Linked DNA regions of Pan troglodytes: region 2 is linked to region 1. Evidence: chromatin contacts called from public Hi-C data. All regions are on one chromosome and are shown on one strand. The core of a region is the stretch at or near the end of the contact, and the rest is flanking DNA. Distances in the headings are between cores, read along the strand shown.

Region 1 (2,846 bases), core at 298-2,797:
TTAGTGATAAATTATTTTAATTAGGAATGATTCATATTAATTTGGGATCATTTATTTTGCCAACATTTAATTGGGACAACCACATGCTGGCAAAACAGCCCAAGCTGGTTTTAATCATAAAACTATTATAATACGCATTCCAACACCCCCAAGGAAACTTCACTGTTGAAAATACAAGAAAAAAATCCTGACATAGAAATAATTATTTGCTGATATGTTATTTTATATATACGTTTTTAACATATAAACTTCATGGAGGACAGAGTCTCTTTTCATTTCTGTATTCCCCCATGCCTAGCTCATTGCCAGGAACATAAATATCTGGAGAATGAATGAGTGGAAAAGGAGAAAAAAGAGAAAGCATTCTACAGTTCTAGAATTGCTGGGTTTAAAAAGATATTCTAAATCAAGTCAAGCAGCAGTTATGTTTGTAAATGTGTGAGAAATTCATGTAGATGAAATCTCAGTTTTCTTTTATTACTTTCTTTTGTAACTCTGAAATGAGTGAGTTTGGAGAATTCAGTGTTTATGTCCAGTTCAAACAAAGTGAAATTAAAGGGAATTAAAGAAAAGCTGGCAAGGAGTAAGGAAGGGAAAAGTTTATATTTTTAAAAAACCTAAAGTGACTGATGTATTCAAATTCCTGGATTATATAATCTTCAAGGAAAGATACAGACTTTTCCTCTATTCTGGAATAATGATGATGGTGGTCCTAGGGCTGTCTATAGATGTCCAGGCCCGAGCAGTCTGTTTCACCAGTACAATCCCAGTTAAAATGCAAGTCTGAGGGGTTGTACAGGCCATGATCATAGAGATCCTGGAGAGATCCTGCTGGTATGTGCACTGGGCCTTAAGGAGGCAGGCAAAGGTGCAATTTCTAAGTGATCGTGTATCCTAGGGGACAAAATTTGTCCCAGAAAAATCATGAAGTAGGCAAACTCCCCTGGGCTTCAGTGAATTCTTTTCTAAAATTAAGAGATTAAGTTCTAAAAATGCAAGAACTCCAAGATGGCTTGGAGTTTTTTATACACTGTATACCTACCTTACAGGGATGCATGCAGGGTGCTTGGTACAGGGCCTGACACAGAGTAAGCCCTCCATGAAAGGGGTCGGTGATAATGATGCTGATGGTGATCATATTCTTGGTTGCCCAGTATCCCCTATCTACACCTTTCTTCCACCTGCAGTCACCTACTGCAATATCTTCCCTGTACCACTTTAATATTTTTGTTGTTGTTTTATTTATTTTTTTAAGCTGTACACTTTTATTGAACTGGTCTTGTCAGGTTTGTTATTTTTTAATTAAAATCTATTATACTCTTACTTACCTGAGCCACCCTTAGTTATGATTTTAAAAAATACAAAAAAAACAGGGCCTTGCTCTGTTGCCCAGGCTGGAGTAGTACAGTGGTGTAATCAGGGCTCACTGCAGCCTTGACCTAGGCTGACGCAGTCCTTCAGCCTCAGCCTCCTGAGTAGCTGGGACTACAGGTGCGAGCCACCACACCTGGCTAACTTTTTTTAATTTTTTTTTTTTTTTGATGTGCCACTTTAAAAACAAAGTCAAAAGAAACTACTGTAGACCTCACATTGGTAGAGTCAATTTGAGACCCTTGCCTCGGAGACCAGAACCTGGTGTAACTTTCTCTTAACAAAGGTTAATAGCCAGTGGGGGGTCAGGGTTGGAACTCACCGAATCCGCATCACATAGAATCAGGTACCTCTCACATTCACGAAAGTGAATTATTTTTAATGAATTGTGCTGACAGTATGCCTCTTGCAAAAAGAACTAGCCCTAGATTCTTTTCTAGCTATCAAGATGGAAAACAACCACATCGTTAATTCAGACGGAGGGGTAAACCAAGTTAATCAGACTCCAAGACCCATACTAATTGTTGACCAAGTAATGCCACAGTATTCCATGGCTAAGGATTTCCAGCTTGTTCCAGTCCCTAAAAATCTGTTCCGCACAGTTAATATTTCACAAAACCAAAAGGACTTAGTTGCAAGCACAAAGAGCTAGAAATCAGGGGACTTGTGGTTTCTATTGAGTTCTATCATTATCTGTCTAATAAGATAAATAAGTCACTTCTCTGTAACTCAGTCTCCACATTTGTGAAGTGAGGGAAGAGAAACATGTCCTAAAAACCATGCAGGGGCTCTGGAAAGAAAAAGAGCTAAGAATGGTGGGTTTTTTATAAAAGTTACACAAATGAATGGTTTTTGTCTCCGTTTTTCTGAAAGTGGGTTAAAAATAGCTTCCAAATAAAGCTAAAAGAATTTATTTAGACTAAATTGCACCGGAGAAGTAGAGGAATTAAGAGATATGACAAGCAAAGATGGGATGTTTCAATGGAAGAATCTCAGGCAGTAAAAAGGCTATGCTGTAAAACCAGAACTTTTGTTAGCACTGCATTTTTAAGATGAATTGGTCATAGTTAATGTATTGGATGGAAGAATTTTTAAACATCTGCCCCAAAGTATGCTGCGTCCAAAAAATATATAACAAAACGAATTCTTACTCATTTGTGTTTATTCTTGGACTTATCCTGACATAATGGGGTTTTTTAAATTATAGATTCACACTGCATTTATTCATCACCCCTGTCCTCTCATCCATAACTCAAATTTACTACCAGCAACACAAAATACAAAGATGTGTCCAGTTTCACTACAGCTCTTCGCGTTTACAAGTGTCGAGCGCTTGCTTTCGGAACGCCCTTGTGATTGGCCGAGCCAATGCCAGTGACATCAACCAACTTACTTTTGATTGGAAGGCTGGTTGCTGGGACTGTAGCGTTTGCAGGAAGTCACTTAACTGTTTGGGAGCTGGAAAACCGAAGCTG
Region 2 (2,700 bases), core at 171-2,670, 190 kb before region 1:
ATTCAGAGCTGCTAAAAAGAATGTGATTAAGTGAAAATCCACAAGAGGGCTCTGCAGCCCCACTCAATGTTCACCACAAGCTCCTATTTCATCAGGGAAAGCCATTAGGAAGGCAGGCTTAGGAGGTAGTGCTGATTTCTCTGCATTTTTCCTGAAATGACAGTAAGCAGGACAGGCCCTTTCTGGAAGAAATGCTCCCGTTCAAGTCCACTGGGTCTTTAAGAGCTCAAGAACAACCCTAAATGCTATACTGCAGTGGGTGGGAAAACATACTGGGCACCATAGGAAAAAAGGACTCCTACAAATCCACAACTTCATTCTTGCCTTCATTACAAAGACAGGTTAAAAGGCAAGGGTTTCAGCTCTATAATGTTCTCTTCCAGAGAAAAGATGCAGTATCTGTTAGATGCAGTTGTACTGGGATCATTAAAAAATGTCTTATCTCTTAAGCCCTTCTCTTGAGTTTTTAAACTATTTGGGTGATATTTTAACTCTGACTACCATCTCCCCATCCTGAGAACTTGGGAGTGGGTCTGCTAGTCTTATTTTACAAGAGCCTGGATTTAAAAAAAAAAAAAAAAAAAAAAAAAGGAATGCCTTGCCTTGTTCCAGCTGGTTGTCTACACTTCGGTCTTCCCATTCATGGTGCCTTTTCTTCTTGACCAATGTTGTGGATTTCCCATTTGTAAACTGAAAAACAGTAATAAATTTGCTTTGGTCTTTGTGCAGCTCTCTGAGAACTGAGGCCTGCTCCTGCTGGGGCCCTGTGGCTGTGCTGTGCCAGCTGGCACTCGAGCGATTTAACGCCTAGACGCATATTCCTTCCCCATGATAAGCAGAAAAGGGAAGGACTCGAGCAGGGAGATTGGAGTCTCTCCAGGGACCAGACTGGGAGAAGACAGGGAGCAGTCTGTACTCCACGGACTGTTCTGGCAGAGGCTGCCAAACGGGCAGGCTGCCAGGAGCCTCGAGGCCTGGATATCCATTTCTCCTGAAGAGGCATAGAATAGCAGGGAGGGCAGGGCTTTGGAGGCTGGAGTCAGGAAGGGGTCAACTGAAGATTCCCGCTTCCCGTGGGGAGTGAGGCGGTGACCACCTCCGAGTCTGACCTTTTCCTCTGCGGCTCAGTGAGGCGGCGCCCCAACCCCTGTGTCCTGCCCTGAACTCACTGAAGAGTTGCTTGACGACCAAAGGGTGAGGACCCCACAGGCCATGCCCTTCCTGCCTCTTCACAGTCAGCACGCAGGACCTCCAGAGCTCAGACGCAAGATCCTGGAAATGTGGAAAAGTTTGCATGCTTTGGTGCCTTCCCAGGGATACACAAAAGGAAGGCTTTGTGGTTTCCCATGATACCCCCATTCCCAGCCCCACATACTTCTGCCCGGAGTCACCAAAGCAAGCCCCGGTAATCCCTTAATAGCATGGCACTGTTTACAGCATGCGTGGGTAGACGTTATCTCATCTGGATCCTACCCCCGCCGACAACTCTGTGAGGTCGATGGCGTGACTATGATGACGTCCCACTGCACAGGTCTGGGAACTGAGACTCAGGGTTTTAGCAATTTCCCCGTATCCCACAGCTAGAAAGGACAACTGAGTATGAAACCTGACAGATCCGTCCCTAGACTCACTGCTCTTTCTACTCCCCCACGATGCTCCTCAGGCTCCCAGGGTTCTAAGACAGGTGACTGAGGGCTGGTTCGAGAGGTGGAGGAGGCAGGGGGGATTCTTGACTTTCCACTTCTGCCTCACCCCGGACTGTTCTGCTCTCATCTTTTTTAATGTTGGGACTTTACCAAAAAATGCTTCACTATTTAAAAATGATACTACAAACCTCTGTGTTTAGCAGTTTTAGGAAAGTGTGAGCAAAGGGTTGGAAAAGCTCAAGGCATTGCCCATCAACCCCCTCTCCCAGCTACATACACGGATTTTTGCTCTGTTAAGATGCAGCCAGGGAGTGAGAAGCCATCAGGACAACACCAGCTGCAGAGATTGCTGATGACTAGGGCAGTGGTTCTCAAACTGTGGCCACCAGCAGGAGCTGGGAACTTGTTAGACATGTAAATCCTCCACCCCACCCCCAGCCTCCTGAAGCAGAAACTCCAGACTGAGGGCCCAGCATCTGTATTTTACCCAGCCTTCCAGGTGATTCTGATGTGCACTGAAGTTTAAAAACCCTGGGCTAGGGCTTAGGGCAGGACACTGCCTGTGAAAAATAGGGCTCCCAGGTAGCTCCTGGTACCCTGCTCAGCTTCCAAGTCCCAGCCCTGACTTACAAAAACCCGTCTTCCTTAGTATTTGAGAATTAGGTAAATCATTATAGTGGACATGAGGATTCACACAAATAGCTGGATATAGACCTGCCTCCAGTCTTTTCTCTCCTCTCCTTTGAGAGGTTCTGAGGTGGGGAAAGGGGTTGGTCATGGTTTGAAGAGATGGAATCCTCAGAGGTAAACACCAGCAATTGAGGAAGGTGGCCCTGGTGCACAGCTTCACTAAGTGGCATTCCCTGGCTTCTCACATCCTGGGGTGGTCTGTGATGCAGGATGGGTGCAACTTCTGCTGTCCAGCTGTGCATTTCATAGACCCATGCGTGGTAGCCCCTCTAAGTTTAAGGTAAGGCAAGAGTCCCACAAAGGAGTTAGGATATGCAAGGAACTGGAAAATTGCTGTTAGTGCCTACACAACAGTCAGTCTGTT

The links. Hi-C and Micro-C count contacts between places; a contact is called where the count stands out from the background.
Region 2: a contact with region 1 is called in a Hi-C map of stem cell-derived neural progenitor cells, with 4 times the contacts expected there. The contact joins the enhancer-like site here to the promoter of KLF9 in region 1. A contact is called at or near these places in 2 of 7 Hi-C or Micro-C datasets (blood and stem cell-derived neural progenitor cells) and 1 of 1 datasets of contacts at active chromatin or transcription factors (stem cell-derived excitatory neurons).

The regions. Positions count from the first base shown.
Region 1 is chr11:60,922,534-60,925,379 of NHGRI_mPanTro3-v2.0_pri, reverse strand. KLF9 (KLF transcription factor 9) reads left to right here and starts at 1,547. Exons shown (of 2, transcript XM_520067.8): 1 at 1,547-2,846. LOC104007884 (a long non-coding RNA gene) reads right to left here. Exons shown (of 5, transcript XR_008537294.2): 1 at 2,765-2,846.
Region 2 is chr11:61,108,236-61,110,935 of NHGRI_mPanTro3-v2.0_pri, reverse strand. The region is part of intron 20 of TRPM3 (transient receptor potential cation channel subfamily M member 3); the gene reads left to right. It overlaps LOC104007884 (a long non-coding RNA gene), which reads right to left. Exons shown (of 5, transcript XR_008537294.2): 4 at 603-690. Among named protein-coding and RNA genes, the nearest start is that of KLF9, 190 kb to the right of the region's middle. Within about 2 kb of position 1,420, at least 19 of the 24 cell types and tissues checked have an H3K27ac peak or open chromatin away from gene starts, as enhancers often do. A contact at or near this core is called in stem cell-derived neural progenitor cells, where this site is marked.